Linked DNA regions of Anser cygnoides: region 2 is linked to region 1. Evidence: chromatin contacts called from public Hi-C data. All regions are on one chromosome and are shown on one strand. The core of a region is the stretch at or near the end of the contact, and the rest is flanking DNA. Distances in the headings are between cores, read along the strand shown. Region 1 holds the start of RPL26L1 (ribosomal protein L26 like 1). Region 2 holds the start of SH3PXD2B (SH3 and PX domains 2B).

Region 1 (5,154 bases), core at 1,913-4,412:
TCCAGGATAGACAAAAATCCTAAAAAATTAAAATCCTTAACTCAATCAATGGTATAAATTCTAAGACGGGTGCAGGATTTCTCTTGGATAATATCTACTGTCCATTGCCTTTTCCTGGAGGCCAAAGTATCCAAACATTTTGTTGTAATAATATGAAACTTTGAATATTCAGTGTTAATGCTAGAGTCAGATACATTTCAAAAGTATTCCTAATACATGTCTGTTGAAATTGTCTCATTCTTTTGGAAGTAGGGAAGGTAGCCAGTTTTATCTGCACACACACATACATGCCCACACCCCCCTAAAAATAAAAAGGCCACCAACCCCCCCCTCCCTACCCTGGCCCATTTTCTGCCCTGTAGTGATTCCTGACCAGTTACAGCATTGGAACTTTTCCTTGTTCTTATTATGGACTGATTGCTGTTCCTTTAGGTGTAAACTGGATTGTGTAATTTCCTGTATCTGTTAATGTATGGATAGATTTTATACATTTTTTCCATTTACAAAAATCAACTTGAAAACGAGATGCTTGTCTTCATTTCAGTGCGCGCGTCCATCTGTCCACGAGCGGTACCCACTAGATGGCGGCGGCTGCCTCGTGGCAGCCTGGGGTTTTTCCATTGCAATTCCTTCTCGTGCTGCCTGAAGGATTTCCTCTGATCCACAGTCACCAACTGAAATTTAAAGCAAAAAAAAATCCTAGTTTTTTCTCTTAAATTTGTTGGATCTTTGCTTATAGCATGTGAACTTGATGGATTACAGGGATGCAATGTTAATATCTTAGCAGGGCATCCTTCTGGGTGATGCAAGAGAAGATTCCTGTAGCACAGCGGATTGTGCTGTCAGTTTTCTGAAATTTCTTCCCTATTATAATTTCTTCAACACAAACTAGAAAAAGTTGATTGCAGATTCCTGCGTGTTTCTTGCCCCCAGTGTGTGATTTCTGCCCTTCTCCCCCATCCTCTATCTGAATTAAACGCTGCCTTCTGCGCAGTCCAGGCCAGTTCTTTAAACCAGATCAGTGAAATTGTTTCACTTTTTTTGGAAATAACAGATTGCATACTTCAGTGTGCTTGCTTTCTCTGCCAAAATGTCCACTGCAATAATGTAATAAATCACTTTTTTTTTTTTTTCCTAAATGTGGAAACCAAATTATAATAAAGTTCTGGCAAAACTGCTGAAGAAACAGTCTGCACCTTAGTTCTCTAAGCCAGGTCTAAGCCTCTGAGCACTGCCAAGCCAAGGCTGACTTTGGGTCTGCTGGCCGTTGTGGCATGCTTGTCCTTCAGGCATGGCTGGCTTGGATCAGGTAATGTTGCTGCATCGTGTGTTTACAGAAGAATTTGCTCTTCTCTCCAAATGTGAAAGCGCGGTGGTTACTGTTGCAGCAGGCCTGCCCCGTGCATACATGTGTCATTAGATTTCACTTCTATTCTCAGACATTTTCTAGAGATAAAATGAGCGTAGTTATGCTTTTAAACATCAGTGAAAACAACAATAATCTCAAGCCATAGTGGAAGGAAAACTGTTGATTGTAGGTGTTAATTCATCTTCTTGACTTTGCTCTTTCAAATCAGTATTTTGACAGAAGTATTTGTGGTTCTCCAAGAACGACATCCCTGTAGGAAGTAAAACATTTAGAACTTGTGTATATTCTGGTTTAAATAAACCTCTTTGAAGCTGCGCTTCATCATACAATGAGAACTTGCAGCACGGGATGCTTTGTGATGGTGGAGTCAGAATTTCAGCTCTAGGGGAAGCTGTAAAGCTGTGCTTTGGCATGTTCAAGAACTATGTGGACTGCTAAAGTGGTTTTGTTTTTTTTAAGAAAATGGAAATTGAGAAGAAAAAAATTGAGATGCATTTATGAATGTTTGATGTATCAAGTATTTGCATTTAACTACTGCTCTGTAAAAGTGAAATCTGCAGTGTAGATGGTAATGTTTATAGCTAATTTTCTGACTATTTCTCGTTTAAAGTTGCTTTCTGGTTGTGTGATACGCAGACTTTTGGGGCTGAAAATGACTGCAACGAGTATCTGCTTTAGAACAGCCCTTTGAAGTTCCAGATGAAATGTGGCGATGAGGTATTTCTCAATAGTCCTGGGAAGGAGGGGGAGAGGGGCAGGGTTTGCAGTCCTGTAACGTGGTGTGGCAATGTTTAAAGCACAAGTCTTGCATTTTTACAGTGGAGTTTATTAGGGAGTTCTCGCATTTCCCTTTTAATTTGCAACCTCATGTTAATAAAATACTAGACTTTTTAGTTCTACAATTAAAAATAAATCTCTCGTGTTTTGATTGGCTTCTTGTTGCACTGCCATTGCAAAATCAATCTGAAAGGGTTTTTTCGTTTGTTTTTAATTATTGTTCCAATGAACTAAGCGTTATCGCGCAATGAAATCACTGTAAGCCAGGTCACTCTGCCGAAAGTTAACGCGAGGCTCTTTTGCAATCAGCCCTGACTCATGTCTGGACGTTCAGTGCTCGGTTTTGAACGGTACCAAGTGTCCTAACCTCAGGTTGGTTTTTTTTTGTTTTTTTTTTTTCCCTTTTGTTTTTTTAAATGAGGTGCGTGGATTTTGCTTGGAACTTGCTGGTTTTGGCTTTACTCACGCGGTGAGTTGGTATGTAAAATAACCCCTTTTTTGCCTCCCCCCAACCTTTTAATTTCCTTCTCGTCTTGCTTCACTAAGTATTTAGAAATCACACTGAGGTAATTATGGAAGATTAAATTGCGAAGGGTTACGACAGACTGAACATGGGCGCTGTGTATCCGCACCACATTAAGTAATTACTTATTTTTAACTGGGGGGCTGCGCGTGCCTTGCTCCTGCCCTACACCGCCTGCCTGAGGGACGGGACCCCCCGCACCCCCTTTTGGGAATCAGCTCCCCAGCTCCGAGGGGAGACGCTTCATTTCTACCAGAATTGAACAATTGGGAATAATTTACTAGAAAACAAAGCGGGTTGGGGGGGGGAAATAAAAAAGGAGTGCCCCCCTGAGGCAGCGGGGTTGGGGGGGGGGGGGCTGGGGCCGGGCCTCGGCGCCTCAGGGGAGCCCTCAGGGGGCCCGGGAGGGGCGGGGGAGAACCGCCCGCGTGGCCACGCCCCCTCTCGCCTGGCCACGCCCCCAGCCCCACGTGGCCGCGCCCCCGCCCGTCTCAGCCCCCGCCGTTGGCCTCCGGCCGCCAGGGGGCGCTGCTCGCGCCCGCTCCTCTCGCGAGCTCTCGCGCGAACCCCGCTGCCTCTTGCCGGAAGCGGAAGTGCTTCCCTCTCCTCTTTCCGGCCGAGCGGCGCGGCGGCAGCAGCGGGGTGAGGGCGCCGCGGGCGGGCCGCGGGCATCCGCCGCCATCCGCCGGTATCGGCCGGCATCCGCCGCGGCTGGGGGCGGGCCGGGGCCGGGACCGGGCCCCGCTGCCGGGGTTGGGCGCCGCTGGGCCTGGAGGGGCCGCTCGCTGGCCGCCGCTGAGCCCGGGGCTGTCCCGGCCTGCAGCCCGGGCTGCCTGCTCAGGCGGGGCCCGGCACCGGCACGGGGCGGTGCGCGGCGGCGAGCGGGTGGGTGGCAGGCTCCGCGCTGACCTGGCTGATTTAGGGGTCTTCCGTAGTGGAAGGCTGCGATCTTCTGGTTAGCAGTGGGCGGAGGCTTGCCGCGGGCAAGCAGAAGCACCCGGGGGGCAGCCTGTCGGTCAGGGCAGAGCTGTGCTCTGATAGACAACCTCAGGGTGGTTATTAAGGCTTAGGAATGGCCAAGCGCAGTTTGTTTAACAAATCTGTTACGTGCTGCAAAGTCTAGTAGTACACTGCGCAGGCAGCCTCTAAGCGTTACAGGTATTCTATCTGTGCGAGTGTGAAATGTGCGCTCACTTCATAAATAAAGCAAACGTTTACCTTGGTGTAAAATTAAGACTACTCGATCAGATGTCCTGCACTCTGAGTACACTTAGCTTTGGGTTAGAAAGAATGGTCGCATGCACACATAGAGCACTTCTGTCAATCCACAGTGTCATTGTCACTCATGGAAGAGGCTGAAACCTTTGAAATGCAGTTTATAAAATTACACAAATCGGGAGTAGGAATAAAAACAGCTGAAGTGAGCTTTTAAGTTTTAGCGTACTTAGCGTAGGCAGACAGTAGCACGAATGCCTTTGAGTTACAAGCTTCTCAAAGTACTGTTTTTCTTCCTGCAGCCAAAATGAAGTTCAATCCATTTGTGACCTCAGACCGCAGCAAGAACCGCAAACGGCACTTCAATGCACCTTCTCACATCCGAAGAAAAATAATGTCCTCCCCGCTCTCCAAGGAGTTGCGGCAGAAATACAACGTCCGCTCGATGCCCATCAGAAAGGACGATGAAGTCCAGGTATCTTTCAGGCTGTACTGTCACGCTTGAAGTTTATTCATATTTTGTTTTCCACGACAAATTCAAATCGATGCCACGGCTTTACCATGAGTCTTGTAAAAATAATACAAGTTAACGTAATCATAGGTTTGTCCTGTTGAATATTTCTTGAGACACAACCAGTGAGAAGGAAGGTAAAAGGAACATAAACGTGGCAGTAGAAGTATGTGCATTGTTCACATGCGTGATTTAGTTGCATGCATTGATTATCACTCTGGATTAAAGACTTTAAACAATAAGGCAAAGAATTGTTTGTTTTCTTTCTGTAGACTGTTTGCTACCAGTGATATGGGAAAGATCAGTTTAGAAATGAATGGAGTTAGGTGGCCTTTTTGTTTTAAAATGTAATGATAGAAGAGAAGTTAGGATGAAAAACAGTTGGGGTTGACTGTTACCTTTCCGGTTGAAAAGAGTTGAAGTTACTTGATCAGGGCTTACTGCAGGCAAAGTGAGTGAAAAGTACAGTTCTGATCCATTGTATTTTCCATTTTAGTGATCAGCTAAATCCAGTAACTGGTAGCTTTCTGGCATGAGCAGAGTTGGGAGCTCAACCCGTGCAGTTCTGGTTTTCTGATGGGATAATTAAGTTGTGTTTGCTAAGGCCGGGTGATTGTTACAGGGGTGTTTTGGAAGTATTGGGAACGTGTGCCTTCTGTGTGCTCCTGCAGGTTGTCCGGGGGCATTACAAAGGACAGCAGATCGGCAAGGTGGTCCAGGTGTACAGGAAGAAGTACGTCATCTACATCGAACGTGTGC
Region 2 (5,276 bases), core at 1,057-3,556, 320 kb before region 1:
TGACATTCCTGGGCAAGCACAGACTGATCCTAGGGTTCATGGTTGTGAGTCCAAGGGGTCTAGATGACTCTGTGTTGATGTACAGATGGACCGGGCAGCAAAACGATCAGCCTGGCTATGTTGTTTTCAGAGCACGAGGGATGTAGGGTCAGTCTGTGCACTCTGTAAAACCAAATTACCAGAATGCATGAGAGCAGCTATGCATACAGATGACCAGCAGCCCGAGCACCTTCCCTGCAGATGCCCGGCATCCAGCAGTCACTGCTAAACAGAACAAACCAGCACCTGAAGCAGGAGGGATGGCAGCTGTAGCATTTGTAACTCAATTGTCTCACTCAATTCCCATCACCTTGCAGTTTAACATCCATTGCATTGTTTAGCAGGTTTCTGTGCTTCTTTTGTGTGTGTGTTTTTTCATGTCCAGTCACCTCCTGCTGTTTCCCCGTGATCACCTTGCCCAGCCTTTCAGTCCTGAGCTCTTCAGGTTACATCCTCCTCCACCCGGCTCAGCTGCAGTGCCATCAGCAGCTCCCTGTTTCTCTTCTAAGCACATAAAGACCAGTAATTATTTAATTCCTCTCTTACTCCCACTTTCTCCAGTGTTCCTCATCTCCTTGTTATTAGTTTCTTCTCTTACCAACATTATACACAGCTTCTTTCAATGATTTTCTGGTCATCCTTTAGATTATTTATTTGCCCATCTAGCAGGGCTTTAAACCCAGTACAACTCTAGCTGCTTGTGCCTGCAAAATGCCACCCAAGTGATGAAAAGCTACAGTCCTGCCACATGTTGTCTGCCCTGGTGCTTCCCCAGGCTTTGACTCTTAAGTAGCACTCAGGGAGGGGAGCAATGTACAACTGATCCTTCTGTACCCCGTGGTGGCAGTCGGGCATGCCAGCAGGTGCCAGTGGTGAAGTTTCCCCTTCGCACAGTCTAGCATCCTTCTTGTAACCACCTCCTCTGCAGGGGCACAGAAGTCTTGCGCTCAACTGAGGGGAAAGAGGATGAAGATGAGAGCTCTGGGAGGGCAAGGGGGGTGATAAATCCCTGGCAACCTGCCTGCACCTCCCCGATTCTTCATGGTGGCGCGAGCAAAGCTAACAGCATTAAAAAAAAAAAAAAAGGGCCACATTTAAGGAGCTGCCAAGGAGTAAGATGAGTTGTTTATGATTAAATTAAATTCATATGAAAGCTAATGACCTGCCAGCATGAGTCTTGGGTAACTTTATAATGTAATTAAAAGCCCAACAGGGAAGAGGGCTGTGGTTATGCCACGTGTTGAGAAGCTGCTGGGAAGAAGCAGGCCAAGGGTGGTGCTGGTGCAGAGAAGCACCAGGTCGCTGCGTTGTCTTCTCCACTGTTCCAAGGGCATGGCCTGATGGAGTGGGCTGAGAGTGAGAAGTGGGGTGCAGTGGCTCAGCTCCCAGCTTCAGAGGGTACAGAGGTTGTCCTGGGTAAGGCCGTTCTGGTGACCCGATCATACCCACAGCCAACAAAGCCTCTATTTTCTACTCAATTCATTCCCCAAATGCCTTAGGGCTGATGCTGTTGGAAACCACGTCAGCAAATCCTTGGGGGCAGTTCTTACGGGACAAGAGCAGGGTCAAGGATCAAACCCTGGGTGTGGAGCCCAGACACGGGTCCCCCATGTCAGGCAGGAGGCGTCAGCCTGGACCCTCTTCTACCCTCTGCAGCTTCCTACGAAGGCAAACAGCAGCAGATAAGGCCAAAGAAGCCATGCCCTCCTGGAGAAACGGCTAAGTTGCCCCTGACCAGCGCTGGACTGACTCTCGTGCTTTGACATCATCTCGGGTTGCTCTTTTCAAAAAAGAGCAGAAGGGGAAAGAAAGAGGGCAGCCGCAGAGGACTTGCGCTGCCTCACACTCCTTTTTCCACACGTGTTATTAGGAAAAGCACCGCCTGTGGGCTGCCACGGCTTCTGCTTCCCAGCGCTGGACGCTGGGAGCCGTTGAGCAGCAGGCCGCTGACCTTGGTGACTTACAGCGAAAAGCCCGGAGCGGCCGATGCCGCCGCATCCCTGCGCTTCTCCCGTGTCGCACCCACGCCAGCTTTTTCCTTTTTTTTTTTTTTTCCCCCCTGATTTGGGGGCAGGGGACGGCGTGGGGCGGGCAGGCAGAAGCCGGCCGGGTGCCCCCCCGTGCCAGCTGCACCCTTAGCGGGGCGGACACGCGTGGAGGAGCCGGACACGCGTGGGGCCGGCGGACACGCTCGCCCCTTTAAGCGGGCGCTTGTAGGGCCGCCCCGCCGGCTGGGATAGGTCGGGGCGGGCTGGGGCCGCCTCCCGCCTCCGGCAGCGGGCGGGTGGCTGGGCTCGGCTCGGCACGGCTCGGCACGGCACGGCTCGGCTCGGCTGCGAGCTCCGGTCCCGGCTGCGTGCGCCTGTGCCTCCCCCAGCGCCACCGCTCCCCGCCGGGCCCCTGGCGCCGGGCTGCGAGGGGCAGAGGCATGCCCAGGAGGAGCATCGCGGAGGTGAAGGTGCTGGACGTGCAGAAGAGGCGCATCCCCAACAAGCACTATGTGAGTGGCACGGCTCGGCTCGGCACGGCTCGGCACGGCTCGGGGCGCACCCGGCCCGGCCCTGGGCAAACAAAGGGCGGGCGCTGCCGGTCCCCGGGTTGCTCCGGGACGGTGGGAGGAAGAGGAGGAGGAGGAGGAGGAGGAGGGGGCAGCGCTGCTGGGGCTGTCCCGGTACCGGGACCCGTTCCCCACCCGGGCAAAGTGGGGGGAGAACGTGGGTAGGGACGTGTCAGGGGGTGCTGCCGGGACTGGGGCTGCTAGGGCAGCCTGCACCCCTGGAGTCACCCCCGGGAAGTGTCTCTGCCTTGGTGAGGGGCAGCGTTTGTGGGGGGGAGTCAGGAACCTCTTGGCTGCGGGGTCCCTGCACAAGGACCCCCCCCCCGTTTCCATCCTCCTGCACCTGGGACGGTGCCGCTGTCCCCCGCCGAGATGGCTCCGTGCCCGCTGCACCCATGCTGCCCCGCTGTCCTGGGGAGCACATTCCTGCACACTCCAGGGCATCTTCCCAGCAGCTGCGGGGCTGTCTTTTTCTCGAGTTTTTTATTATTATTGTTGTTGTTATTTAGACTTTGGTGCGCTTCCAGGCATCCATGGAGACCTTGTGGGTGAATCTTGGCAGCAACTGTAAAACAAAGACCAAAATGTTCTCCCCGCCCCGTTCGCCTTAGACCGGGGTGACCCAGTGACACACTGCTCGTGTTGCATTTGGGTTACAAGGACGGGCTATGCGCTCGGCTGGAGTGCCTCGTGTCAGCACAGCCAGGCAGCCTGAGCTCTGTGCAGATCAGGGTTTTTTTTTTTGGGTCCCCCCAGCTGGCTTGTGGTGGTCAGCAACAGTCAGAGGAAAGCGAAAGAACAAGCTGGCTGTAGCCAGGATTGAGGAGAGGGTAAACAGGGCCGATGTCCCCTCTTTGCACCCAGAGAAGCGCCTTAGCTCTGTGATGTGGTGGCCACCACCCAACCCCTTATCGCCCCTTCCTCCTCTCCTGCCTTGTCTGTGGTTTTATCAGCGTCTGGCCGAGCCTGGCCCCAGCTCCAGATGTGCCCCCTTCCTGCTCTGTCCACCCCAGCCTTACTCACCCTAGCTGGGCTGTGCATCAGGTCCGGAGGAACACGTACGTGAGGAGGTTTGATGAGTTGCGTGTGCTTGTGTTTGTCTTGGCAGATCTGTTGCTTCGCCCTCAGGTCCCGTAACGGGTGTGCTGGGGTTGCCTGGGGCTGCTCCTCCCTTTTCTCTTCTGGACCTTTTTGTACTTTGCAGGGGCTGAGGGCACCTCACAGCCCTTGGGCTCCTGCTGTCCCTCCAGATCCGAGTCCCCACTGCTGGGAAATGCAACCCACGGGCTGGGCACCGTCCCGTTTGGGCACCATCCCTGCTCGCCTGCCAGGGTTCCCGCACAGCTCCGCAGCGGGGAGGCGGGTGGAGTTGGGCATAGCACAAATAATCCTATTGGGCTGGAAAATGGGGACAGCAGTGTTTATGAAGACGTACCGCTGGGTGGGTGCAGCGGGGCGGCAGCTCCCGCGGCCGGATCCTGAGCGTGCAGAGGAGACGGCGGAGAAGCGTCTGCACAGAGCTCATGACAGTCAGCTGTGCAGCTCGGCTGCTTGGCTGCCCGCTCCCTTCTCCACTTGCGGCTCGAGTCCTCTGCCTCTAATCTTTCCCTGTACTTGTCTTGGACCCAAACTCGGCCATGCGAGCCAGGGCGGGCTGAGCCCGGGGAGGGGCAGGCAGCGGCCTCCCTGCAGCAGTGCTGGAGTAAACGGGAGCGCTCGCCTCGCTGGAGGGGATCGATAGGAACGAGGCAGATCCACAAAGCCAGTTAATTATATGGAATCAAAACCTTTTTTTTTTTTTTCTCTCCCCTTCCTCTGCGAAGAGAGGCAGAGGAGGGGCAGCAAATCCCGGCTGAGTCATCTCACTTTAGACTGTATCTGTTGGCAAACAGCAAAGCGAAGTCAACCACGAAGTCTGTGTGCTAAACCTTTGCTCGCTCGCTTCTGCTCTCCGAAATAAATGTGCTCTCTGCCATCCCTGGAGGCAGCAGCTTGCGGGGAGCCCTGTGGCTTTTCCTCCCGCTGCCTCTGCTCTGCCCGACCCGCGGCTGACCTGTAACGCTCGGGTCTGGCCTCCGCTCTGCATCCGTGAGGCTTTTCTTTTGTGCTGGACAAAGGTGCAGTTGTGTCGGCTGCGTGAGGCCACAGCAAAAAACCGTGACATTCCACTTTCCCAGAGAAGTGATAGCAAACCAGCGTTTCAGAGTCCTTGTTTATTCCTGCGGTGGGGTGATTTTGAAGAGGCCAGCTCTGTTTGGGCTGGCAGGGTTCACCCATCACCTCGGTAATCGATACAGAGAGCGTTGTGCAACCGAGACAAAAACTTGTGCTTTTGCAAGCTCTGATGTGAAGCAGGAGACGCATTTCCTAAGCTGGGGGAGGGGGTGGTTTTGAAGTATTTGCCTGTCTTATCAAAAAGTGATCAAATGCCATTTCGGTGCTGGGCAGTAGCGTTTCTCCCTGTGTTTCCCGGTGCTGCTCGTCCATAAGCACAGCTCACCCTCCATCCCTGCCTCGGCCTTTCACCCTCAAACGCCTCCGAGTTTCGCAGCCCTGCGAGAAATGTCACATGTAACAGTTTCCAGGGACAGAAGCTGCACAGGGCCTCTGTGTTTCCATCCTTTCCTAACCCTTCGTGGCCCATTCCCAGCTGGCTGATGCTGCTTTTCTGGCTGGAAGA

Evidence for each region. A called contact is a pair of places that touch in the nucleus more often than the background predicts.
Region 2: a Hi-C map of liver shows a contact between it and region 1, with 2.8 times the contacts expected there. The contact joins the promoter of SH3PXD2B here to the promoter of RPL26L1 in region 1. A contact is called at or near these places in 3 of 7 Hi-C or Micro-C datasets (granulosa cells and liver).

The regions. Positions count from the first base shown.
Region 1 is chr14:10,529,645-10,534,798 of Taihu_goose_T2T_genome, reverse strand. RPL26L1 (ribosomal protein L26 like 1) reads left to right here and starts at 3,162. Exons shown (of 4, transcript XM_048080352.2): 1 at 3,162-3,311; 2 at 4,187-4,359; 3 at 5,067-5,154. The coding sequence starts at 4,192. ERGIC1 (endoplasmic reticulum-golgi intermediate compartment 1) reads left to right here. Exons shown (of 10, transcript XM_048080351.2): 10 at 1-1,824.
Region 2 is chr14:10,846,117-10,851,392 of Taihu_goose_T2T_genome, reverse strand. SH3PXD2B (SH3 and PX domains 2B) reads left to right here and starts at 2,306. Exons shown (of 15, transcript XM_067005564.1): 1 at 2,306-2,539. The coding sequence starts at 2,468.